Linked DNA regions of Mus musculus: regions 1, 2, 3, 4 and 6 are each linked to region 5. Evidence: chromatin contacts called from public HiChIP or PLAC-seq and promoter capture Hi-C data. All regions are on one chromosome and are shown on one strand. Each heading gives the region's core, a stretch centred on a gene start, on an enhancer-like site or on the middle of the called end of the contact. The rest is flanking DNA. Distances are from core to core; before and after follow the strand shown.

What was found. Promoter capture Hi-C pulls out the DNA fragments that hold promoters and counts their contacts. HiChIP or PLAC-seq counts read pairs in DNA pulled down with a chosen protein or histone mark. Capture Hi-C pulls out chosen DNA fragments and counts their contacts.
Region 1: a promoter capture Hi-C map of liver shows a contact between it and region 5, with 2.4 times the contacts expected there. The contact joins the promoter of Zfp706 here to the promoter of Stk3 in region 5. A contact is called at or near these places in 2 of 9 other capture datasets (adipose tissue and liver).
Region 2: a promoter capture Hi-C map of adipose tissue shows a contact between it and region 5, with 2.8 times the contacts expected there. The contact joins the promoter of Pabpc1 here to the promoter of Stk3 in region 5. A contact is called at or near these places in 1 of 39 promoter capture datasets (liver), 1 of 115 datasets of contacts at active chromatin or transcription factors (astrocytes) and 2 of 9 other capture datasets (adipose tissue and liver).
Region 3: a contact with region 5 is called in a promoter capture Hi-C map of adipose tissue, with 2.7 times the contacts expected there. The contact joins the promoter of Ywhaz here to the promoter of Stk3 in region 5. A contact is called at or near these places in 2 of 9 other capture datasets (adipose tissue and liver).
Region 4: an H3K27ac HiChIP or PLAC-seq map of cardiomyocytes shows a contact between it and region 5, with 5 times the contacts expected there. The contact joins the promoter of Rnf19a here to the promoter of Stk3 in region 5. A contact is called at or near these places in 1 of 39 promoter capture datasets (liver), 1 of 484 Hi-C or Micro-C datasets (embryonic stem cells), 4 of 115 datasets of contacts at active chromatin or transcription factors (astrocytes, cardiomyocytes, large pre-B cells and 1 more) and 3 of 9 other capture datasets (adipose tissue, liver and macrophages).
Region 6: a promoter capture Hi-C map of embryonic stem cells shows a contact between it and region 5, with 4 times the contacts expected there. The contact joins the promoter of Fbxo43 here to the promoter of Stk3 in region 5. A contact is called at or near these places in 13 of 39 promoter capture datasets (the 3T3-L1 cell line, the C10 cell line, HPC-7-derived erythroid cells and 9 more), 6 of 115 datasets of contacts at active chromatin or transcription factors (cardiomyocytes, embryonic stem cells, fibro-adipogenic progenitors and 3 more) and 3 of 9 other capture datasets (adipose tissue, liver and macrophages).

What each region holds. Positions count from the first base shown.
Region 1 is chr15:37,005,611-37,010,157 of GRCm38.p6, forward strand. Zfp706 (zinc finger protein 706) reads right to left here and starts at 1,792. Exons shown (of 4, transcript NM_026521.4): 1 at 1,518-1,792. LOC115488529 reads left to right here and starts at 96. Exons shown (of 2, transcript XM_030248876.1): 1 at 96-100; 2 at 1,246-2,863. The coding sequence starts at 96. The coding sequence ends at 2,194.
Region 2 is chr15:36,606,185-36,610,246 of GRCm38.p6, forward strand. It overlaps Pabpc1 (poly(A) binding protein, cytoplasmic 1), which reads right to left and starts at 2,789. Exons shown (of 15, transcript NM_008774.3): 1 at 2,130-2,789. The coding sequence starts at 2,322.
Region 3 is chr15:36,791,873-36,796,333 of GRCm38.p6, forward strand. Ywhaz (tyrosine 3-monooxygenase/tryptophan 5-monooxygenase activation protein, zeta polypeptide) reads right to left here and starts at 2,666. Exons shown (of 7, transcript NM_011740.3): 1 at 2,273-2,666; 2 at 1,607-1,803.
Region 4 is chr15:36,281,524-36,285,691 of GRCm38.p6, forward strand. It overlaps Rnf19a (ring finger protein 19A), which reads right to left and starts at 1,624. Exons shown (of 10, transcript NM_013923.2): 1 at 1,389-1,624.
Region 5 is chr15:35,153,446-35,157,502 of GRCm38.p6, forward strand. Stk3 (serine/threonine kinase 3) reads right to left here and starts at 2,361. Exons shown (of 11, transcript NM_019635.2): 1 at 2,082-2,361. The coding sequence starts at 2,107.
Region 6 is chr15:36,163,589-36,168,054 of GRCm38.p6, forward strand. Fbxo43 (F-box protein 43) reads right to left here and starts at 1,273. Exons shown (of 5, transcript NM_001081253.2): 1 at 882-1,273.

The sequences.
Region 1 (4,547 bases), core at 542-3,041, 1.9 Mb after region 5:
ATATGCCAGCCTAATATATGAACTCGATTCCCACCCAAGGCAAATATAAACTGTTTGTCATGAAAATTATATTTCATTTTTGTGTTTTTAAACCAATGCCGTATCAATTCTCTAAGTTTCAATAGTATATTGGGGGGTTGTCTCACTACATATCTCTGGCTGGCCTGGAACTCACAGAGATCTGCCTGCCTCTGCCTCCTAAGGGCTGGGATTTTAAGGCCTGTGTCACTTCACCATGTTCCAATGGCATATTTAAAAGTACATTTTGATGGTGGGTCTTCAATACATGAACACCAATGCTTTGAAAACATTCCTTAAAAAAAAAAATTAATATATATGGGTACACTGTCGCTGTCTTCAGACACACCAGAAGAGGGCATCAGATCCCATTATAGATGGTTGTGAGTCACCATGTGGTTGCTGGGAATGGAACTCAGGACCTCTGGAAGAGAAGACAGTGCTCGTAACCGCTGAGCCATCTCTCCAGTCCTGAAAACACTCTTAATGTCCCCCTGTCTTAGTATCAGATCTTTACTAGATCATTCTGATTGTCTAAAACATCTTAACTCTTCCATAAAGCATGGCTTATGTATGTGAATTACTTGGTGAACAGATCTTAAGGGTTTTATGCTTAAGTTACAGAACCTCACATCAGTAATTCCAGAACTTTCCTTGCCATCTAGAAATTAAAGCAGCTACTTTGATAACCTTTTCATGAAGCGTGCTGTAAAAACAATGCCATCAGATAAGCAAAAACTATTTTTTAACTTTTGCGTTTAGGGCTTCTCCTAAAACACAACAGAACACCTAAGATTTAACCCATTTTCTTTACCACCACCAACGGTTACAAAAAGGCAAACGCTTCAATAAACACAAAATGTAACACTAGGCAAAGGAGATCTGTTCTAACAGGCTAGCTGAGCGGGGCAGGCCCCTAACTTCTGACAGCACAGATTTCCTTTCTGAAAGCAGAAGTGCAAACGATCCAACCACCTGCTTTCGGACAGTTCAACTTACAATTTGCTCTTGACCAGCTCATCGAGTTTTTGACAAAATCTTACGTATAAATCGCTCCCTGATTAAGTGGGACAAACTGAAAGGCAATAAATCGTTTGCAAACAGTTACCAGCTGATTTTTAATAAAAGTTTTAGCTTTCCCAGGAGGCTGCAAATGAGCTACGAACCAGGAAGAGTTCTTGGAATACCAGGACTCTTGAGAAGGAGGCCCTAAGGGGCCGCTTAAAGAGAAACAACTTACTCTGAGGCCGGGGAGCCAGGAAATGGGCTCACACTCTGCAACCAGCCAGAGCAAGGGGCCCAGGTCGGCTCCGCGGCACGATCCCAGCTCTCAACAGCCATTCGTGGGCAGACTCAACCCCACGGTTGCAGCCCGGCCCGCCCGAGGCCTCGGCGGCCCTCAGCCCCGCGCCCGCTCCGCCGGGAGTCCGACGCCCGCCCCGGCCTCCCGCCGCCGCGTGCCTCCCGCCCCGGCTCCCGCGTCCTGCGGCGCCGCTTACCCGGGCCGGGCCGGTCTGGCGTCCGAGAGACCGCGCAGCGCGAGAAGAGCTGGGCAGGACGAGTAGGGAAGGAAGGGTCGAGCCCCGCACCGCTTGGGGCCTCCGCCACCCGCAGAGGAAGGACCGAGCAGAGCCGGGAGCACAACAGCCCGCGCCTCGCACACCCGCCGCAGCGCGCGCCCGCCGCGCCTGAGCCCGAGGCAGGCCCGTCGCTCGTGCCCGCGCACGCCGCGCCGCACTCCCAGTCGCCTCAGCGCCGCCTGCTTGCCCGCGCGGTCCCGCCCCTCACCTTCCTGCGGCGGCTTTGCCCCGCCCCTCTAGCATGCCCGCGTCCTTCCGGTCTGCAGGCCAATGGCAGCTCTCCCCTGTTACATAAGCGCGCGGGGGCGGGGCCTAAGACGGGAACTGCGGGGCCCTCGCCCGCCCCTCTGCTTCCCGCCCGCTCTCTCGGTGTCGTCTCAGCGTGTCCCCCTGCCCTTGCGGTGTGTGACCTCCGGTCTACGGGCGGCTGTCGGCCGAGTGGCTCAGCAGTCACTCTTTCGTGTTTCACTCACCCGGCCTGGCCTTTGCCCCGCCGCCCTCGTTTTTCCCTGGCCAGCCGGGAGCCCTGTAAGGCGCTAGCCGGAGCGGCGGGGGAGTCGCGTCCGGGGCCCCGCGTGGCCGCCGCTCGGCCATGACCCCCTGCCAGACTCGCTGCCATTGTTCCCTCACTGGTTCCGTGCTCAGGGTATTTTGACTTACTAGGGACTTTCACATAGATGGAGACTTGAGCCTGAAAAATCGGCTAAATCCTAACGTGCTCGCTTGGCCTGTGCAGGCTGGCTATTGGATTGCTAATACTTGGGGAAAGAATAAAAGGTCGTTCCCCGCCTCCACTTGATTTAGACCACGTTGTGAACTTCAGATACCTTATTAAGAGCGATTGCAATTCTAACATCTAGTGGTGGTTAGAAATGGCGTTGTAAATCTCTGCATTTGTTGCCCTGTACCTGCAACAAGCTGCTCCCCATTAGATCTAATTAGGTTATAGGTATACTGCTTTTGTGGCCTTAAAACCACTATGTGGTTCAGTCTGTCCTAGAACTGAACCCTTTCACCTCCACAGGAGCTACATGACCATGTGTCGCCATGCCCAGTCAGAATCTCAAACTTGCCTGCCAGTAGCCAGAGAATTCGTTGACTATGAGCATAGTCTACTTTACTTGTACTATGATAACCTTGTCACAGTATTGTTAAAAATAGCCAGAAAGGTGCAACGCAGCTGGGCCATGATTGAAGTGGGCTCATCTTTGATTCATTTCACTTTATGCTCACAAGCCTTTATTAAAATGTAGTTACGTGTTTAAGTTTTGTTACTGTTGCTGATGGTAATCTGTAATCTCCTTTTTATTACTGTATAGCCAGTGACCAACAAAGTGCTGAAAAAACAATATTGAACAGAATGTGTCTAAAGAGACAGGTTTGGAACAGACATGTCAAGAAGCTATAACATAGTTATTAATGGTGGCCACATTTACTGTTGTGTTAATCTGCCTTTTGGGTTGAGAGTCTTGGAGGATCTAGACTTGGGAAATACAAAGAGCTGTTTGTCTAGTCATGAATGACAATGGACACTGCAACTAGACTGTGACATCTGCAGGGGTGAGGTGGTGTCTGAAGTCTTGTGAAGTAGGATTGGTTTGTTGCTTTTTGTCCTGTGGCCTGGGGGAATACTCAAAAGCTAGTATCCCTTGAGTTTTTAATTCATATCTCCTGCAGGAACCTGACAAAAGCTGTAGCTGGAGTTAGTTCTCTCTCTCAGGACAGGACTTTGTTAACCGGGGTCTATGGGGAGTCACTAGGTGTTTAGTGGTAGCTCTGCCTTCTTTCTGGCTGGGGCCAATAGCACCCCATTTTCACTTGAGGAAAAGTAAAAGTCTTTGAGGATACTTACAGATGTTCCCTGGGGGAATCCGAGTTCACAGCAGTAAACTCCACAATGTCTTCCTGCTATGCCTCTTACCCGCACACCTTCTGCTGGAGCTTTTTTCTTTTTTTTGTTTTGTTTTTTAAGACTGCCACTCAGGCCGGGCATGGTGGCACACACCTTTAATCCCAGCACTTGGGAGGCAGAGGCAGGCAGATTTCTGAGTTCGAAGCCAGCTTGGTCTACAGAGTGAGTTCCAGGACAGCCAGGGCTACACAGAGACACCATGCCTTGAAAAACCAAAAACCAAACCAAAACAAAACAAAAAGCCCCAGAACCCTGCCACACAGGTCTCTTGTCTCCTCTATGCTTTTTATCCTTGAAGGAGTCTGGCTCACTCCCTTGTTAAGCACTGTTACCTAGAGAATATGGTGTAATGGTAATTATATGTGGTGCTTAGGACATTTGAAATATACAGGGGAAGTATGAAGCCGGAGTGAGTATGCTTGAGCATGTGTGTGGTGACAGTGGGTAAAAGGCAGGGCCTCTGCTTTGCCACCAGCTGGTGTAGTGTCAGAAAAGTGACAGCAATCTAGACATGAACACTTAGGCTTCTGTGCACATTCCTGCATTTAATTATGAATGCTAACGACACTTGTGGTAACATTTTCCCTTTTCTGCCTATCGGCGGTCACTTTAAGATAGTATGCAACAAGAACTTGCTGATTTGCTATCCAAAATCCACCTCATGAAATGAAACTGCGCCTCTGGAGATGAAAGATGACAGGCTTATTGATGTGTTTGGATGCGTGCTGGGTTCCTGCGATGAGGTGATTGGTGAGTTCCCAGCATATTCATTCTCAATACATAATGTAATCCTAGAACCCAGGAGAGTGAGGCGGGAAGATGGATAGCCAAGGCTATGTAGTGAGTTCAAGGACAGCCTGAGCTATGTATCAGATCCTGCTTTTAAAAGACAAAGCAAACAACACAACCACACCGATAACAACCAAAACAGTCTCCCTGAGGGGCTCCTGTCTCTGTGGTGCTTCCCTTAGAGACAACCGTACAACCGTAGGAAAAGCGAAGGTGGTTGCTCCGCTGCCTCCTCCTTACCTGTGCAC
Region 2 (4,062 bases), core at 1,539-4,038, 1.5 Mb after region 5:
AAAAAAAAGTGTACTATAAAAAGAAGTGCTAAAGCTGAAACTTTTTTTGGATACAGGATCTCTATGCAGCCCAGGCTGGCCTGGAGTCCAGCCACCTCTGCCATGTACCCATTACCTGTCTTAAATGAAAAAAAAATACTATCATTAAGTAAAGAGATGAGACCTTCAAGGGGGAAACAGTCCACTTGAACACCTGAAGCAAATTTCAAATCTCATAATAATTGTAGTTATTGACAGAACAAGTTTTTCAGCCACCTTTTCTCTTTTTCTTTCTTTTTCTTTCAGATAAGGTCTCACTGTGTATCTTTGGCTTTCCTGAACTCATGTAGCCCAGGCTAGCCAAGAACTCAACAGACAAACACATGTGCTGGGTTTAAGTGCAGAAAGCACCACAGTCCCCCCAACCACTTTTCTGTAAATGAAATTTCTAGCTCCTAGAGCACAGTAATCAGCAGCCAGCTCATTATCAATTGGCCACACCTCCTAAGCACCCCTGGTCCTGCTGACTTTGCTTGAGCTTGGGGTTTTTTTTAATGAGTCACATCTCCCTACAAAACTGAAAACTGGTCACTAGCAGAACCCTAGTCCATTACTGCAATCGGTAAGGAAATACTGTAAAAAGGAAAAAGCTGGTTTAAAAAAAATTGGTAAGATGGAACATTGAACATACAGCCACAAAATAAATGGAAGAAAGAAGAGGCAAGATTCTGAGCAGTTGGAATATTGGTCCACTGACACAAATGTATAAAGTTAACTATAACCATGGCAATTTGAGGTTCGGCTTTTCAAATCCCAGGACCTTTAAAACCTGGGCATGTCTGGATTTAAAAAAGAAAAGAAAACCACTAAGTTTCAAGTCTTTCAAGTTTTGTTTTCATAGAAGTTCTGGTTACTCTATCCCAAGCTACCTTCCTGTACCTTACATTCTGTCACCTGCCAGAGTTGAAAGCTGTAATGAAGTGACACTAAAAGTGCCCCTTAGAGAGCAAGGGGCAGGCCACCTGCTGTGCCCTTCTACAACTTCTGGCTTACCAGAGCATCACTTAAGATGCTGCTTACCCCAAATCTCACCTTTAATCTAGTGACCACTCTTTAATTCCAGTCTTCCTTACTAAAATAAAACCCAGAGCTGACTTCTAAATCAGAGTCATCTAGATTTAAAAACCCAACGATATCAGGCCATAGATCTTATCTGATTCTTAGATTTCTGTTTCAGTGAATTGTCAAACTTAAAACAAACTCAATGTGTTACTTCTTAATTATTGCCCAAGATTCATGGATATTCCAAACCACTTTACGAAAGAAAAATCAAAGAAGCTTTCATTAGTTGGATGCTATTAACTCAGCATAATTTGATCCAGGTTACCCTAATATTTAGGACCAAAACTGGTCAACATGTTTAAAATTCATAACCACAGGTGCTATTTTAGAAAAAATATACATATGTATACATTAAATAACGACTTCTATTAAACTTAAGATCTAATTTGTTTGAAAATGAGCCAAGGAGTCTGGTGCCCTAGAGTCTTCCACATCCCCTCCTCCACGGCATGGTTAAAGAATACTTCATCTAGGGAAAACCCCAAGCAATTATATATGGTATAAGGTGCCTTTCCTGGTCCACAGGTCAGAGATGTGCTATTAGGAACGAGCTTACGACCCTAAGGACCACCACCACCAGGCATCACCCTATTTAACTTTCTTCTAAAGCCTAGGGCTCCTCCCAGCGATTGAGCCACCGGCAGGAACAGGCCTCGGGCCTGTGAGGTTACAGGGTTCAACACGTGGTATTTCCCAACACTGAATCGTACTTCCTCCCCGGCCTGACTGCCGGGCCAGGGCAGGGGATGGAGGGGTACCTCCACCCGCCGCTCCAGGAGGGTACTCGAAACCCCCGAATCCCACAGCTTGTGGCGGGAGCGCGGTGAAGGCTATCTCAACCACCCTCCGGGCGCGTCATCGCCCTAAAGTTTGAGAGCGACCGATGGCGAGAAAATGGTCGCAGAGGAGGAAGTGCCGGCCCGCGAGGGGCTGCGGCGCCGTGCCCTCCCGCCCCCTCGCCCGCCCCGCTAGGCCCGCCGCCCCGGCCGCATGGCCGCCCGCCCGCCACCCTCCGGCCTGCCGCTCACCGTCCGCCGGCTGCTGGAAGTTCACGTACGCGTAGCCCAAGGAGCGGCGGGTGATCATGTCCCTGCAGACCCGGATGGAGAGGATGGGCCCGGCCGGGCTGAACTTCTCGTAGAGCATCGCCTCGGTCACGTCGGGGTGCAGGTCCCCCACGTACAGAGAGGCCATGGGGTAGCTGGGGGCGCTGGGGTTCATCTCGGCACGGCTGCCCGCGGGGCCGCAGGCCGCGACCTTTCCCGTGAGAGGAGGAGAGCGAGTGCGGGGCCGGGGGACGGAGCCGGGGGGAGGGGAGCGGGGGCGAGCGCAGAGGGACAAAATTCAACCGGAATCGACGCGTACTCAACGGCCGTGGAACCGGGGGAGCGAGGCTGGCGGTGCTGGGTCCGGGCGGCAGGAAGGCCTCGGTCTCTGGGTTCCTGCTTGGAGCTGCGGGGCCGCGGGCGGGCGGGTCGGTCTCGGCTGCTTCACCGGGTTATTTTATAAAAGAGGAAGAAAAAAAATAAAAGTCTCCGGCGGGGGAGACGCGGATTTTTTTGTAAATTTTTTTTGGGTTTTTTCAAAGGATTTTTTAGATTTTTTTTGGATTTTTTAATAATAAATGTGTGTTCCGAGCCCGGAGCACACACTCCGCACTCTCAGCACTAACCGCCGGGGAGAAGGGGAAGCACCGCCTCCTGCACCCTCTACTTATACCCCCCGCCGCACTCGCCCCGCCCACGCGCGTCTGACGCCAGGGCCCTACGCGAGCGACGGCGCCGGAGGAGGCGGAGGAAAGCGCAGAGGAAGGGAGAGGTGGCGGCGGCTGCCGCTGCTGCGGGCGTGGGGGTTGGGCCCGAGGCGGGGCGGGGCTTCTGCGCAGGCGCCACAGCCAGGGGCCGACTTCCCGCTGCGCAAAGCCAGGAAAGGGCGGGACGGCCAGTGGGCGGCCTCGGCGCGGCCGCTGGTCACGCCCCTTGCGCACACGCCCCGCCCCCGCCCGAAAGAGCGTTAACCCGTCAGCGCAGCGGGTGGGCAGCGCGCGGGGCTTCCGGGTTTCTGGGCGCCAACCGCCCCCCACGTGCGCGTCTAGTGGCGGCCTCTTCCCTCCGCCCCGGCTGAGGTTCTGCTTCGCTAGCCCCCCACCCCCGAGCGGCGCTGGAAACGGGTGGGCGGGCGTGAGCCTTGCCGGCCGGGTTTCCTAGGTGTGCGCGGAAGGAGGCAGGGTAACTGCCTCGTTCTCCTACCCGGACCGCACTACGAGTCCCAGCGGGCAGCGCCGCCACGCGCGTGGGCCGCGGAAGCGGTGCCTGCCGGGAGCTGGAGTTCTCAACGGCCGCGGGCTGGCTGACCTCAACCGGACCCCAACCGTCCCGGGCGTGACCCAGCACGGGTCCGCGGCCCCGACGAGGGGGAGGGGAGGGGATGGGATAAAGGCAGTTGGGAGTCTGGCGCTTAAGATGTTCTGTTGGAATCACTTAGCCACTTCCTACATTTTTTACAGTGGTAAAAAGGACTCGAAAAAAAAATTTTTTTTCCTTTAAAGTATGCGTTTCTCATAATTACTCGGTATCTGTCACTCTTACCCAAACAAACCTGGATAGCCTGCTTAACTAGGCGTGGTTGGCCACGCTTTTAACCCACTTCACCAGGCGTGGTGCCCACGCCTTTAACCCAGCTTTGGAAAGGCAGGAGGGGTTTGCAGATCTCTGAGGTCAGGGCCACCCTAATCTAGCTCTTGGATGCCAGGGTTTGGGGATTAATATAAATGATTGATAGGCACAAATATATCAACTCGTAGAAATGACATTACATCAACCCAAAAACTCCACTTTAGTAGGTTTTACAGTTTTTGAAGTCCTCTATAAACATCCTTTGACAATGATGTGTGGGAAGTGAAGCAAATAGTACTATTTTTACCGTTAATGGTGTCAGAAGTTAAATGACTGCTCAGCTCTT
Region 3 (4,461 bases), core at 1,416-3,915, 1.6 Mb after region 5:
TTCTAGCAGTCACAACTCCTCAAGCTGGTCTTCCTCATATTTCCCCAGTTTTCTTTCGCTCAATTTTAAAGTTCCCTAGATTCCAATTTACTTCTCATTTCTTCAACAATTCCAAGAGCAAAATTCTAAATCATATAGTGATCCCACAAAATACACTTTAATGAAAAGTCACAACCTGAATGCACTAAGTGTAGGAATAAAGAGTCACTGCCGCCCACCATGGAAATTCTTTCCTTTACCTTTCCAGAAAGGACCTCTTTTTGGTAGCCAAATGAGCAGTGTCCAGAACAGAAACACGGATAGGGCTAGCTTAAATTCGAGACACAGTACCTTCCGTGCATTAACTATTTAAAATTTGTGAACCCATACTTCCCCCGGGGTCTCGAAATCTAACATTAGAAACGGTCACTGGTAAATGTTGCTTCCAAAAATGATGTAAGCCTAAGTCAGTACAAACGTTCCCCCGCCAACCTCCCGGATAAGGGGAAGTGGATTAGGTTTCTCACAGGAAAACGAGCGCTCCTGGGCCTCGCCTTCAGACTGCGGGAATACTCGCCGCACCCACTTAACCCTTGGCTGCCTGAGGCCGGAGGGTGGGGCGAACCGAAACCGCGCAGCGGTGACTTTAAAGCGCTAGTCCTTGCGTCCGCGCCATCCGCAGCCACCTCCCCTCCTTGGCTCCGCCCAGGCTGGTGCCTCCGCGCTAGTCCCCGACTCTCTTTGTCATGGCGGAACTGTGTCAAGGAGCCCAACCTACTCCGACTGTGAATCGCCCCCCCACCCGGGCAGAGGGAGGAGCAGTCCGTGCACCCGCCCCAGTCGGAGGGTGGTGGTGGAGGGGGAGCAGATCACCCTCCCCGGGGGCCCGATGCCATCCGCGCCCGCAGAAGCGGAACCGCGGCCGGCCCGCGCCGGACACACCCCGCTCCCGCCCAGGGTCCCCTCCGCCGGTGTCCGACCCAAGCCCCGATGTCCCGACAGCTGCGGTAGGGGGAGGGGCAGGGCCCCACCCAGACAGGCGCAGCCCCCATCCTGGGGCCGCAGCTCCTGGAAAGATGCGAACCTCCCACCAGCCCAGGACGCTGGGGACCCCGTGCCCCGGTACCCCCACGCCTAGCTCTGGCCGCGCCCCTCCCCCACCGCGCGTCCCGAGAGTCCTTTCTGGCATTGCGGGCCCCAGCGAGCCCAGCCCAGGGTCCCTGGCGGGCCCCACCCCAGAGCCCCGCGTGCTACCTGGCTGCCCCCCGCCGTGGGGGAGGGGGTGGCGGGGGCGCCCCGGGTGGGGGCGGCCTCACCTGCGCCACGGCCGAGTCACAGTCGCGGGCGGAAGCAGGGTGCCGGCGGGGGCGGATCGCGGTCGCCCTCGGGAGCGGGAGCCCCTGGGTCTCGCGCGTGGGCGCCTCATCCGCCACCCCCACCCCGGGGACCAGAACGGGGCGATGAGCAGCCCGGCAGGCCAGAAGCAAGCGGCCGGGGGCGGCGGTGGGCGCCTGCCCGGGCCCGGCAGAGCCGAGCCGCCGCCCGGGTCCTCCTGAGAAGACCCCTCTCGGGCCGCAGCGCGGCGGCGGGCTGAAGGGACCGGAGGCCGACTCGGGCGGCTCCTCACCTGTGTCCGGAGTGGGTGGCGGCACACGGACGCGGCTCGGCGGTCTCTGGGCGGCGGCGGCAGCAGCGGTGGCGGCGAGGCTGAGACTCTGTCCCTGATCTGGCTGCTCACAGGCTACAGCCGCTCCGCAGACACGGGGTTTCCTCCAATCACTAGCCCCGGCAGCAGGGGCACCACACGCACGATGACGTCAAACGCTGCTATGGCAACCGTTGATTGGTGCCCACAGTTCTCCGGCCCGGCGCAACCGCCGCTCCCCTGCGCGCGCCCGGCCGGCCCGCCCGTGCCCGAGGGCGAGCGGAGGAGAGCGCGTACTCGCGCTCCGCTCCGCTCCCGACCCTGCCTTCACCCGCGTGCTCGGTTCGCTCCCCGCCGCCCCCGCGAGCTGCCCTCCCTCCCCGCCCCTGCGGCCCGCGGAAGGAAGCCTCTCCCCGCCCCCACCTCACTGGCGGGCACATCCGGGACCTTCGCGTTCCCCCCCACCCCCTTCCCGCTCGGCCGCCCTCTCTCTGCGCCGGTAATGGCGGTGGGCGGGTTGCGGGGCAGGGTGAAGGCAGCTCTACTGCCAGGGCATTGTGATCAGAAGCCGAGAGTAGGGCAGCGGCTCCGCCAACGCCGGGGCAGGGAGGCCCGGGCGCGGCTGCTCCCTCGGGCGGCCCGCTTTACCTTCTGGCTGCAGGAAGCGGCCTTAGACCTTTTAAGGCTGGGAAAAGCGCGAGGCTGAATGACGCCCTGCCTTTCCAGTCGCGAGCTCGGCGTCCACACCGTGACAGCCGCGGGGACAATGGGTGGTCGCTGGGAGGAGCGGGGAAAGGGTTGGGCTAGCGGGTTGGACGTGATCGTAGAAGCCTGACGTGGGGCGAGGCGGGGAAACAGGCTAGAACACACCGAACTGTTGTCGTGGGCTGCACTTTACCCTCTGTAGAGCTTTCATTGGGAGACACATTGTTCCTAATTAGCGCATTGTAAGAGAGTGACCGACCCTTTTAGGTCCTGGAAGCAAGGTTAGGGAGCGTGGCCGTTCCTAGGGCTCTAGCTGGAGGAGGAGCGAGGCTCCTCCGCCCGGAAAGGGGGGGGGGGGAGGAAAAGGGCGGAAATTGCAGGTGCCTGAACCCGCAAGGTCTCCACCCAGGAGACGGAAGTTGAAAGGAGATGCAGTCTCTATGAAGAATCTGTCCTTGCTCTCTTTAAATGTGCGCCTCTGAGCTAAAATATTTTCACTGAGCCCCTTCTGGGGCCTACACTAAGCACAACTGGAAAAAGAACCTCAGGAATTCAGCCCCAGAGCCCCCTGGAAGACTTCATGACAAGCATTCTTTCCCTACCACTGTCTTTCATCAGAATGTTGGTTACATTGTTTGAATCACAAGTTTGTTGTACAAATTATAATTTGCCTGAAATGACAGCTAGGTAGAGATTTGCCTGTGACCAGTTCAGTGTCGCTCCCCTCGCCAACCGCCCTCCCCCCTCCCAACACACACACCGGTTTCCACAGCAACAGATAACATGCTAAGCAGATGAGCAAATTAATTCAGGTTTTATCTCCAAGATACTGAAGTCAACTTACTTTGGCTGTAATGTAAATTCTTTCAGGGAGTGACTCACTTAAAATGACTATTTCAAAAGCTTTTATGTTTGCAGTTTTGTAGTAGGTGCTAGAAATTTGACAGAAGATACTAGGTTAAATCTTTTGTAAAATGGAAATGTCTGTTAATGTCTGTAATACACGTCTATATGGAATATACACCTCAGGGAAAGTTAAGAGATTTCTCTGCATAAATTGCAGACTTGTTTTGGAAAATAGTTTGGGCTTTTGCCTTGTGCATTAACTAGCAAGGTTTCTTTGTGTTTTAATAAACCAAAAGGTGCTTTTAGTTTTTACAAACTCCAATCAACATGTTTGCCTAATAAAGGCATAATAAGGCTGCAAGGGGGCCAGAATTAGATTTGCCATGGAAGGTCAACTGAGAAGAATTCTAAAGAATAATATGTAGCAAAGCCAAAACCCAGAGCCTATAGGCCTGAAGTATGGGGAAGTTACTGGTGAGTTTGATTAGCTGCCCAATTGTCTTCCTGTCTTCTTTACTTGGGTCTTACTTCATGCAGTTGATGTCTCCGCTATACTTTGATAGGCACAGTAGTAAAATATCAGCAATAAAAGTACTACCATCTGTGGCTGAGGAATGCATGTGTGTTTTCTCCATGTAGTTTACTGTAATTACATTTTGGGAACAATAAGGGTGGTAGCTGTCCCTGGTGTTCAAAACCCAGTGAAAACGAAGTGAAACAGTTAAAAGTGGTAGGTCTAAAGTTCAGAGATGAACGTGTTAGCCCAACACTAGACATTTCATTCAATTTCTGTCCCATGTTACACAGTAAGGTAAAGAGTTCAAGTAAATTAGCATCAGTCTGTCATTCCAACTGGAAACACGTGTCAAGGGTGATCTTTTCAGTCATAAACAGTCCCGGCAGGCTATCGTCTCAGCTCTGCATCATTTGACTGAGTGAAGCTTAATGTGCGGGACTCTGCAATCAGAAGAGGGGCAATCTTGCTTTGTCATCCAGAGGTCTGTTCTTTAGCTTACTAAACTGGACACACTAATTCCCAGTCCCATAAGATTAAACACCGTGATTGAGAGAGTAAAGAGTGGGCTGTATTGTGCTGTAGATTCTAATTTCCATACCTGAGAAACTGGAAGTAGAAATAGATACAGACAGCTGTTCCCCAAATCCTCTTCTCCAGTTGCCATAGTTTGGATCCCACTGTCGAGTCTCTTGGAGCTAGGTGTGGCCCACTGACCAACTGCTAGGCAATGGGACACAAAGTGATGCCCTCTGCTTGTGGACCTGAACCA
Region 4 (4,168 bases), core at 374-2,873, 1.1 Mb after region 5:
AAAATCTTTCCATGGTCACATGAAATTTAAGCTTACACTGTATAATATATATATATATATATATATATATATATATATATATATATATCTTGCTTTTGTTTTGCATAATTTGGTTTAGTAAGTCCCAAGACTTAATACCAATTCTTTGTCCATGAAATTGTATGTACCAAGTAAAGAACATTTGAAAGTAAGGACATAGCCATTTTCTAAATATTTACATTTTAATTCAATACAGACAGCTCTGTGTTAAAGAAGCTTAAGCAAGCAAATATGGAAATGACTTGAATTACAAACAGAAGCACTAGGATGTGCAAAGAGACCGGTTTATAGCAAAACCGGAAAGGGAAAAAAAGACAAGTATCTCGTCACACTACATACAATGAAAAGGGTCAAGAAATTCTGGTTAAAATATTAAATAATCAAAGACTGCCAGGTACGCGTGCGTATACACAAACATACACAAAGTAGAATGAGGAAGATCAAAATATTTTGAAGGCACCAACCACGGAAAGGCCCGCTTTCATACCTCCCGTTTGCTATCATTTTACACCAGCCTTTATAGCCAACCCTAGGTTTGAAAATTGCAGCTGCATTTAAAGGCCGTCCTATCATTACCAACATTTTGCGACATTCTCAACCCTACACAAAGTAAAGCACCAGTCGTGTATTTCTATCTCCAAGGGCGCCAACAAGCAAAAATTAAACCTTTCTTTTTCCCATATATAGCCTTCACCATTCTCTTCCCTCTTTTATTTGCTGCCCTTGTCTCAGGATTAACGAACCTAAACCACTTCTTCCCATTAGTGGAAATGGAAAAAGAGAAGAGAGCGACAGTAGAGCGGAATCCCAGACCGAAGGAAAAACTGGCAATTCAAAGTGGTGGCCTCACTCGGGGTGAGGGCAGGGAAAACCCCAGACGTGGAGTCCGGAAGACCCCCGTTCATCCCCAGGCTATACGGCTTTCCGCGCCGGTGCCTGCTTGTGTGCGCGATCTCCGCTCCCGAAGGAGGCGGTCATCTCCCCGCCGCCCTCCCGGGCCCCAGGCGGCAGGCTTCGGGGGCGAAGTCCGCGGCGCCCAGTGTGCGGCGAGGCCCGGAAAGCGTCCCGTTAGAGGCGATTTCACCCGTCAGGAATGCGCTCCGCCCCCGCCGCCTCCCCACGGCGGCCGCCCTCGGGTCTCGTCCGCTCCGCCGCCCCGGAACGCTCGGGGCAGCGCCGTGGACAGTCACAACACCGACGGGGCCACAGGCCCGGCCCCCCACGCCCCGGCCCGCACCCCGGAGACGGCCGCAACGGTCTCCCGGCCCCAGACCGAGGCCTGAGCGGCGCCTTGAATCCCCATCCGTAGGGGAGCCGCCCGGCTCCCGCGGCTCCGGCGCCTGCCGTACCTCAGCTCCTCAGGGCGGCGGCGGCGCGGGGCGGCTGGCGAGCAGGCCCATCCCGCGGAGGCAGAAAGCGGAGGCAGAACGGAGGACGACTTTTCAGCACCGCCGCGGAACCTTCTCAGCTAGGGCGAGAGCTGCCGGTGGAACGGTTGCGGGCGGCCGCTTTCCCGAACTCCCCTCTGTGACTCCAGTCGGACCGTCGCAGCCGGGAACCAACACAGCAACTGCCATTCTCCCCCGCCCTCGCCCCCAGGCCCCGCCCCCTCCACTCCCTCCTGCCCCACCCGGCATAGCCCCGCCCAGCGCGCCTTGCGTCTTGGCGTCAAGCCCCGCCCCGCCCCACGTCGACCAGCCGCGGTTATCTCTGGGACGCGGTGGTTCCTTGGCTCCAGCACGTTCGCCTCGCACTGCGCGCTCTCGCCGCCGGCCCTCCCGCGGGCGGCGACTTACTCGGAACGCGCCGGGCAGTGGGGCGGGAGACGCCCTTCTTGTAACCCCGACCCCGTCTCCGTGAGGTGATAGGAAGGGACGGCGGGAGCCGCGTTCCAAGTGGAGCGCTTCCTGAGCGACAGGACCCTGACTTAGCTTTTCAATCCTTTGTTCACCTGCTTGATTGGCAACCCTCGGGAGAGCAGAGCCGAGTCGTCCCCAAAGAAATATCTCAGGTCTTATCAATGTCTGATACAGTAGGAGTTACTTTGGCCCAGCCTGTGTCTTCCATTCCCCTCCAGCTTTTGATCCAGTCGGACACCCTTTGAATTTTTCACCTACATAAGACTTGGTATAGAGTTAGTTAAATAAACAGATCCCTTTCCTGTCCTGATCCCATCCTCTCCGTTTATTTCTCTTGGGGACTTAGATCATTTCCTTAGAATCCTGAGAAATGGATGTGATGGATGCCAAAATGTCCATCCACCATCTGTTACTTAATCTAAATATATCACTCGATCCTTATTTCAGTGTGTCTAAACTAGAAACTCACCAAGGAGCCATATTTTTTCAAACCCCACTTGGCCTCTTTGGTAACACAGTAAATTTTTCCCAGTTAGAAACAGGCTAGGCGATCTAGGGCTAAATGTCTTTGACCATACATCTTAAAGGGAGTAAGTATGGATATGATTTCCATTTATTGGAAGTTGAGAGCCATTATGTGTATACCTTAAAATGCTATCAAAAGGCTGCATTCGATGCCCAATAATCTACAGGACACTTTAAGCCTACGGATAGTGCAAGAGTAGCTTTGCAGTACAAATGGAGTAATGACTGGTAAGGGTTTTGAGTAAAGAATTGTGCAGAATAACAGTGGTCCTGTACTCTCTATAGTCATCATAGTTCTGAGAAATTAAATTTCTGTCTTCCTAGAAATTGGAAGGGTCTGCTGTTACTTACTAGTCCAATATGCATATCCTGAGAGAGATATACCTGAAGGACATCTCCACTTGAATCTATGGAGGCATCTTGTATTAGATAGTTTTATCTTAACATGAGACAAGCTAAAGTCGTTTGAGAGAAGGGATCGTCAATGAAGAAAACACCTCCATGAGACTGGGCTGTAGGAAGCCGTAGGACATTTTAATTAGTGATTGATGGAGAGACAGCCCACTGTGAATAGTTTCATCCCTGGGCTGTTGGTCCTGGGGTCTATAAGAAAGCAGGATGAGCAAGCTATGAGGAGTAAACCAGTAAACAGCACCCCTCCACAGCCTCTGCAACAGCTCCTGCCACCAGGTTCCTGCCATATTTGAGTTCCTGTCCTAACTTCTTTCGGTGATGAACAGTGATATGAAAGTGTAAGCCAAATAAACCTTCCCCAAGTTGCTTCTTGGTCATGGTGTTTTGTGGCAGCATCAGAACCTTAAGACAAACCTATAGCTCAAGTCTGTCTGAGATAGACAGGGGCTTATCTAAAACAACCCTTACTTCTCTCATCCAAGCAGAGCCAAGCCAGAAGTCCAGGGTTCTCACAGACACCCTGTCTTTGGTCCCTTTCACTGAGTCCCATTTATTATGCCCTCTAAATATCACTCTGTTCTCTGTGCTGTATACCCTTTGCCTTTAGGACAACAACTTCAAGTTTGGCTGCCTCCCCCAAGAGAACGTGGGAAAATTGAGATGCCTAGGCTGCATCCAAGTGAAGGGGGCTCTGGAGAGCCGTATATTTTTAAATTCCAGGTGATAAATGTACTTTCGAGACTGGAAACCATGCTACAAAGTCACCGTTTCTCCTTGGATTCATGCAAAGAAGCTGCTTGGCCTCCGGTGGGCTTTTTGCTGCATTCTTCCTAATTTACCCATTGTAATTTATTCAACATTGGCTCAAGAAATATTGCTGTCTACTAAATTAAAAGGTGATCCAAGCTTTCTACCATCTCCAATGCTCTCTCTCCCTCTCCCTCTCCCTCTCCCTCTCCCTCTCCCTCTCCCTCTCCCTCTCCCTCTCTCTCTCCCTCTCTCTCTCCCTCTCTCTCTTTCTCCAGATGTGAGCACTGAGCTGTTCTTACCGCCAGGCCTTTGCTCTACCATCATAGACTCTAACCTTCCAAAACCTTAAGCCCGATTGACTAAATCCTCAAAAGAAACTAGGAGGAAAAAAATGCTACTTTCTTTTATAAGTTGCCTTGGTCATGGTGTTTTGTCATCATAGCAATAGGGAAACAACTAAGACACAAACTAACAGCATAAAAAGCGTCAAATCCAATATTTTATTTTGTTCTCTCAACAACTCTTCTGATATTTGAACTCGAGGATGCTTGATGATCAGAAAGTGCAAGGCCTTGGCAAGG
Region 5 (4,057 bases), core at 1,111-3,610:
GATAGACAACAAAGGTCAAAGAGGCTACACAGAAACTCACTGTCAGTAACACACAAGCTTCAATTTGGTGAATTCCTAGTCTCTTCATCTATAAAATGAGATTTTATAATCTTTTTCTAATGCAACCTACTGCATAGAGTTGTTGTGAGGATAAACACTATTAATTTGGAAATGCTATAAAATAAAACACTGAGATACTAAGATATAAAAGATTAGCAGTCTGTATCTTTTGCTTATTGCAAATGTCTTCTTGTTGGGACACCAAGATAACGCACTAGATAAAGACACCGGCCACCAAGCCAGATCACCTGAGTTTAAGCCCCAGAACTCAGTGAAAGGAGAGAAACAACTCCTGTAAGCTGTGCTGACTTACACACACGTCATGGCCTGGGTTTACAGAAACACACACACATGAGGTGGAGGGCAGGGATACCAAATCAACAAAATGGAATTTTAAAAACAATCCCTTCCTGCACAGGAACTATATCCTAGTCCCAACTATTCCTGAGTCAAAGGCAGAAGGAGCTCTTAAACCCAGGCACTCAAGCCACACTGCACAACATATGAGGGGAAAAACAAAAGAACTAAAAGAATTGCATTTCTAGATTAAAATGAGTCTTTGAAGAAATGGAAATTTAAAATGTAAAGTTTTATGTGCAAGCATGGCTTTGTAAAGTATAAGTCACGATGGAATTGTCACCCACAACTTCTGATTGTCCAGGTTCACTAATGTCAAGTGCAGGCATTTTCTTACAGCTATAATGAAACTGATAATTTACAGTACAGCCAACCAGCACAGATCTTTTATTTCAATTCAGTCATTCCAGCTGGCCTATGCCATAGTCTCAAAGATCTCCCCTTTACTGCCCTTCCAAAACAGAAAGAAAAAAAAGTTTCAGGTTTTCTTCTGTTATTGTGGGGAAGGCGAGTATCCAGGGACTACCAGAGGAAAGACACCAATAACATGCTAGAATCTAACAACTGACTTGCTTCCAGGGCCCAGAAGGATAGCCTGTCCCTTCTGGGAAACTGTCCACATCCTCCCCTTTTTTGCATCTGAACAGATGGTTTCCAGAAACCAAGGCTCACATGTCTAATCACACAATTCACAACGGTTCTCAAAGTGCCTACCTTTTTAACGATTCCACCTCATGAGTCTAACACCTTACATCTAAATATCTCTAGATATTAGAGCACATGAAGACTTTAATCTTCACTATAGCACTCTCTTAGACAGTTTTGTAAATTATAAATGAAAGTGAGGTTAAATGTTTTACCCAGCGTCAAACAATTATTTTATTCATTCATGGAGAACAGGGAGAAGACATTATGAACGTTTATCAATGGACATTTAGTTTCCTAAGATGATTGAAATGATTAGTTCAAACATATTGTACACAGATGCATCCAATATGTCCATGATTAAACATAAACAATATATAGCATACCAAAGTATCACTGTTTTTATGTGCAAAACTATATGGGGGAGAGGTTCTAAGTTAACATTCCATCTATCTTGGATCCATAAATTCTTTAGAACTTTGGGGGGAGGGGGGAAACACCTGTCATTGCTGCACATCCATAATGTTTTACATTCTGCGTGGCTATTAATATACTTAATTCCTTAAACTGTAAATAAGCGATCTGTCTTCACAAAGTGAATGGTTATATTATTAAGAAGACTTGATCGAGAGAGAGAGAGAGAGAGAGAGAGAGAGAGAGAGTGTGAGAGAGAGAGAGAGAGAGAGAGAGAGAGAGAATAAGAGAAGCGTGCATTGATGTCCTTATCTCCAGGTTTCTGGAATTTACTACTCAAACCCTCCTAGCCACCAGAAGGGCCGGGAACCCAGCGAGGGCCACTCAATTTGCGGCGCACCAGGCCCTCAAGACGTCGGCACGGAGACTCGGCGTCCCCTCTGGGTCCCTGGCCTCGCAGAGGGACGGAGCCGAACGGTGGGCGCCTGGACCAGGCTGCGCTCAGCGCCGAGCAGGCGGGGACAGGGTCGCGGCGGCAGGCCGGGCCTAGTAGCCCCCGCCCCGCGCCGCTGCTTCCGTCCTCATCCCGCTCCCGCCGTCGTTACCTCTTGGACGCCGGCGGCTGCTCCATGGCGGCCGGTGGCAGAAAGAAGGGCCGAATGGACCGTGAAGGCCGTAGGGAGGAAAGGAGCCCGGGAGCAGCCGGCCGAACGCAAGGGATCACACCGGGAAACTCGAACCAACTTTCACGTAACTCCGCGGCGGATCTCCCTCCCGCTCCTCAACGCGGTTCCTCCCGGCCGCCCCGCCCCGCCCCTCGGCCGTGGCCTGCAGCTCCGAGCTGGTGGGAAGAGGCCGGCGCAGCGAGGGTGGGCGGGACGGAGCGCGGACAGGGAGGGTGGGCGGAGCGTGTCCCGGGAAAGTGGGCGGAACCTAGCGCGGTCCAGAAGAGTGGGCGGGCCCTAGCTCAGCCAGGGATAGTGAACAGGATGCGCCCTGGAAGGCGGGCGGGCCTTAGCAGGGCTAGGGAGGGTGGGCGGAGCGCAGCCCGGGAAGGGTGGGCGGGTCCAAGCGCTGGTGAGAGTAGTGGAGAAAGGCCACCAAAAGGAGTGCCCAGCTCAGAAAGAAGATGTCTTGCTACCAGAGTGAGACTTTGGCAACCCAAAAGCTACTGTGCTGGTGGAGGGGTGCTAGTCCACTAGAGATTTGACTCATTTCTCAGGATTCCCCAAGAATACATGCCAATCATCTTGTAAATCTGTTTGAAGTAAAACTGCCCTCACTTCCCTCTCTTGTCCTGTTTATAATTATTAGTTATTATTAGCTACGTTCCCCTGCCCCCCAAGCCAATTGGCATTTGTAACTATAGTAGTTGGGATACTTCTGGAAATTCTGGTTGATTTTGATTGTATACAAGCATAATAATTACAGTCCAATGACAGAAAATATTTACTGCAGTGATCTCTTGGTGCACAAATTTAGAACACCAGAGTCTTGCTGGATGCCCTGTTGGGTAACATGGAAAGCCCATGACTAGTTATAGTGCTTGGAAAAAGATACTAAAGGAATATCTTTCTTTTTTTCTTGGGTCCCCGACCCCGACAGCCCTAACCCCCATTGAACTTGACCCCTTACACATTCATTTGTCTACTATTTAACCATAAAATACACACACACATCTTCTCACAACTATACAAATGAGTTTGCTTATTTTTTTTTCTAGAATATTCTTTAAAACGAATTGGGCAAAGTTTTCTTAGAGGTTGGAGCCATGTGTATGAAGTCAATATTAGTCAAAATGAGTATCAACTGAAACTAAATAAGACACACACCTTGATATCTATTTCATCTACTCAGGACAATAGGAACAATAACAAAAACTAAGTGATTAAAATGTCAATACTGGGCCATGAGGGGGTTCTGTAAGCAAAGGCACTTGCCACACAATCCTGATGAGTCTACAAGTGTAAAGAGAGAACAGACTTTACAAAGTTGTCCTTGGCTTACACACACACACACCCTTGCCACATCTCTCTCACACATGCACACACTTCCACACCCTCATCATGCACACACACAGTAATGCCAGCCTTTATATATATGAGTATGCTGTAATTTTCCTCAGACATACCAGAAGACGGCATCAGATCCCACTACAAATGGTTGTGAGCCGCATGTGGTTGCTGGGAATTGAACTCACATCCTCTGGAACAGAAGTCAGTGCTCTTAACCATTGAACCCCAGTACCAGCTTTTAAAATGTCAGTACTGGGAATCACCACTGAAACTCTCCTGCCCACCTCGCATTCTCCTAACTTCCACATCAACCTCATTTTTTTCCTGTTTCAGCAGAAAGCATCTTGAGAAGTTCATCTCATGATTTTTTTTCAATTTATCAAACATTAAGATGGGCTCAGTTTATCATCCTTTACAATGGGTTCCTTGTCTTAGCAACTTTATCCTCCAGGAAGTCATCCCAGTCCAGCCAAGCACAGCAGTCAGTGGTGTTGGCGGCATATGCTTATGATTGGTGCTCTGTGCTGAACATTTTCTTCTCAGGCAGTCATCCAACCTAAATGTGA
Region 6 (4,466 bases), core at 23-2,522, 1.0 Mb after region 5:
TGTTCAATAGTGTCTCTATGTATGTCTCTATGGGCACTGTACTCATGCACATACACAGACATACATAATTAAAAATAAATCAGAAAAAAACCACTATGTTTTTTCTTTTTAACATTTATTTGTGGGTGACACACATGCAAACATAGCATGCCATAGAAGTCATTTCTCTCGTTCGGCCACATGGACTTAGACATGTATGGTATGTAAGTTAAATATGTAGTTTAAATATTACAAAATAACCTGCTACAAAAACCACAAGATCCGAGGCTCACTGCTATAAAGCAAAGTGATTTTTAAGCCTCTTCCGCTTTTGGGCAGTTTTGACTTCTGATCCCCTGTGCTTATGACTAACTTCTGCGCATGCCTGGTAGGACAAGATGATTAAGCTCTGCTTTCTACAAATTGCTCCAAATAGTAAGTTACAATGTTTCCTCTCATAAATCACTTTCTCCTGAAAAAATATTAATTCAATCAATTTGCGAAAGTTAGAGCATGTGCATTTACTGTATTGTATTGAATTTTATTCCATGTGAAATTTATTCTAAAAGTGACCTGTTCTGCCACTTCACCACTAGGTGCCTCACCAGCATAAGATTTGGGAAATGGAAGCTAAAAACCGTTGGGAATAAAGTAGGAGCCCTGATACACGCTCCCTACTTGGGAAAACCAGAGACTCTGTCGCTGCCTTCATCCTCATCTTGCTTATACACCAAAATGCCTGCTTCAAACTTTGAAAATTATTCATGCAACCACAGGCTGATGAATCAAACAAACCTTTTGATGGCAAAAAAAAAAAAAAGTTCTGATAAATCACTCAGAACTCCTATCTACAAAGACTTACGCAAAATAAAAAAAAATAAAAATAAAAAAAAAAGACTTACGCCCTATACAAGTCAGAAAACTGCTTCGTTAAACCGATGCTCTCATTAAAGTGGAATATCTTACCACCAGTCAACCTTGAGTTCTTAAGACATGTCAAAGTAAGGTAGGCTTCCAAACAACAAAGTCTGTCATCTTTGCCTTTAAAGTTCATGCCGAGGTACCACCACTTAAGAGAAAAACCTCAACAATTAACGGAGCCCGGAGCAGCGCCGGGACGGCTTCAGGAGGGGCAGCGGCTGGGAAGGTCAAGTCGCTCGGAATCTCTCCGCCCCGCAGCAGCCGCACTCTCCGGCCTCTCTCCAGCCAGTCTTGGACCTGGGGGAATCTCCCGACTAGAGACCAGAGATGCCCCCCCACCGGAGCTGCCGAGCCGTCTGCTGCGGGCGGGACTAACGGTCGTCACCCGGACGTGCGGGCGGGCGTGCGGGCGGGAGACGCCCCTGGGAGGAGGGCGGAGCGGCTGCGGGCCGGCGCACCTGGGCCGCGCCGCCCACCTGAGCCGGGAGCCTCGGCCGAGCCCGCCCCTGCCACCTTTCCCCGCCCAGGGCACCACCCTCCCCACCTTCCGTCTGAGCGCTCGCCCCGCCTCCCCGCCCTCATCCCTTCGCAGCTCCGCCCTGCTCCATCCAGCTCTCTGTTGGTCCCTGCATCACTGCGTGCGACCAGACTGGAGGGACGCATCGGTTAGAAAACCTGCAGTGCCAGGCATCATCCCTGGAAGTGTTTCGCCCGATGTACAAAGTCAAAGAATCCTATCAACAGCTTTGGATAGTAAAGGCGTAAATACAGCATAAGGACGGAGAGGTTGACTTCCTAACTATTTGATTTTGGGTTAAGAGAGTGGCAGTGGTCCCTGGGAGTCCACTTGAACTTGTTAGGTAGCCAAGACTGTCCTGGAACTCCTGATTTTCCTGCCTTCATCTTCCAATGGCTAGGATTACAGGAGTGCCCCAATAAACCCAGCAACACCCCCCAACTTTGGTTTTGGTTTTGTGTGTGTGTGTGTGTGTGTGTGTGTGTGTGTGTGTGTGTGTGTGTGTGTGTGTTTAAGACCGTGTCACATGAAGTCCAGGCTGGACTTGAACTCCCGATCCTCCTCATTCCACCTTCCAAGTTCTGGCGTGTGCCACCACACCTGGTTAATGATTTTTTTTAAAAATAGTTTATGATTTTGCCCTCGTTTCTACAGTGAACAAATATATAAATTTTGTGAATAGACAAAAAAGAAAAAAGTTGTGAGTCACACCTCTATAGTCTCTGCAGTCAGGAGGCAGAGGATCTCCATAGAGACCAGCCATGTCTACATACCAAGTTTCAGGTCAGCCTAAGCTACATAGCCACTGACCTGAAAAAAAAAAAAAAAAAACCAACAAAACAAAAGTTATGAATAAATGAGTGACTGTGTTTATTGGTTTCAGACATTCCTTTTTAGGGATCAGAAACAGCCAAGAACCTATCACACCAAATACATTTAAAGTCTTGGCTTTCATTCAGTGTTCCAAGAATGCACAGCCTGACCCCCATCGCCTGTCTAGCTGGTCTTCTCCGAGCAGAGACTCTTTTCTTCCTGGGACCACTGCAACAAGACATTCCACCTAGGCAGTGTTCAAAGTTTTATCTTCTCCAAATTGACACAGGTCTCAATCAGAACCTCAGCTGCCACCTTTAAGCTAGTAACAACCACTACCCTCTTCTCTGAGGATTCTCCTTAGCGTTGACAAATAGGCTTAAAATACCCAAACTCAAAAGTAAGCTCAAGCTACATGCTATTCATGCAAAGATGAACAGGGCACAGTTTCTTAATGAGGCTTGTTTATAAACAGGTGAGAGTGCCCTCACTCCCTAGGGCACTGGGCAGGTGCTAACCATTAAACCAGTTAGAATTTGACAGCTCAGCTGATAAGGGCACTTGCTACTCTTTCAAAGGACCTGAGTTTTGTTCCCAGCACCCTTACCACACTGCTTACAACTGCCCAGAACTGCAACTTTGGGAATTGACACCCTTTTCTGACCTCTGCAGGCACTCGCACACACATGGCATATATTCACAAAGATACACATTTAAAAATGTTTAAAACCACTGTGTTTGTGTAATCTCTGATAGTGAGCACTCCCCATGTTCATTTTCCTGTAGATAAAGATTCCTGAGGAGGTTGACTCCCTAGTTAGAAGCTACTGCACTCTTCCTTGCTGCCCTGATAGGCTGTCACATTCACGTCTTTACCAGCATCTACACAACCACCTCATCCAGTATCATTCCTAGGTTTATTTCCCCTGCACTTTTTGCTATCCCAAGCCTTAATGAACTCTCATTGACCCTCAAACCACTTCCATTTAAGCCAGGGGAGTAGTGCCCCCCAACCAGAGACCTAACAGAGACTCCTTTGACTGGATCTAAACGCGTAATACTGTGTTGGCATTACATACCCTTCCTCTGGCTATATGAGCAGGGTATTTGATTTTATTTGGTGGGATGCCTAGGAAACACTCTGTTACGATGCTCTCCTGCTCTTGTAATGGGAAAAAGCTCAATAAAAGTCCTCTTGTCTGCTTCTAACGTTTATTCATTTATTTATATATTTTTTAGATTCTTTGTGTGTGTGTGTGTGTGTGTGTGTGTGTGTGCGTGTGCGCTCTCGAGAGCATAGGACAGTCATAGTAAAACCCAACAGTGTCTGTTCTCTTTTGATTGTGTGGGTTTCAAAGACTAAGCTTGGCTTCTTAGGCCTGGTGACAAGCACCTGTACCTACTGAGCCATCTCACTCATCCCTTGCCTGCTTTGAGGAATGCAGCTGATAGGAGGAAATTGATATGCAGCAAGAAGCAGCAGAGATGGCCGAGCAGCTAAGCAGCATGGCAAGGTGGCTGACTGCTTGGCAGCTAGAGAAGGGTCAGCTGAAGATTTCCAGAGCACAGCAGGAGCAGGACAATATGAGTGGGAGGTAGAGACGGTGAGGAGAGGCTGGAAGGATACAGTAAGGCTGTGCAGGCCCTGGTGGCTGAAGAGTTCTAGAGAGCTGTCAAGATTGATTTATCTGAATCAATCAAAAGCAGATTTATTACTTAAAAAATAATCTTTATCCAAGAGTGGTGGTACATACCTTTAATCCAGGTATTTGGGAGGCAGAGGCAAACACAGATCTCTTGTGAATTTGAGGCCAGCCTGATCTACACAGTGAGTTCCAGGCCAGACATAGCTATATATTCAGAGTTCATATAGGTGGTGGTAATGATGATGCACCTGGATCCTGAGAATCGTAGCCCACCTTTGGGGGCTAAGGAGTCCAGACTTCCACATCCTACAACCAAGTCTAATATTTGTGGAGCTTATTGATGGCCATAGAGCAAAGCGTGAGGCTATGCAAGGCCTGTAGGAGAACTAACACTAGATGGCACCACTTGCTGCTCTTCCTGGTCTGCAGCTGTTGCTCAAATCTGCTCAGAAAGCAAAGCGGCAAAGGCCAGCCCTTGACAAGCTGGTCTGTCTTTGCTGCTTATAGTTTCTATCTGAGTAAGAAGATCCCAGCCATCCGACTGGTAACACTGGTACAGGACAGGGCAATACTGTAATGGAGTTCAACAG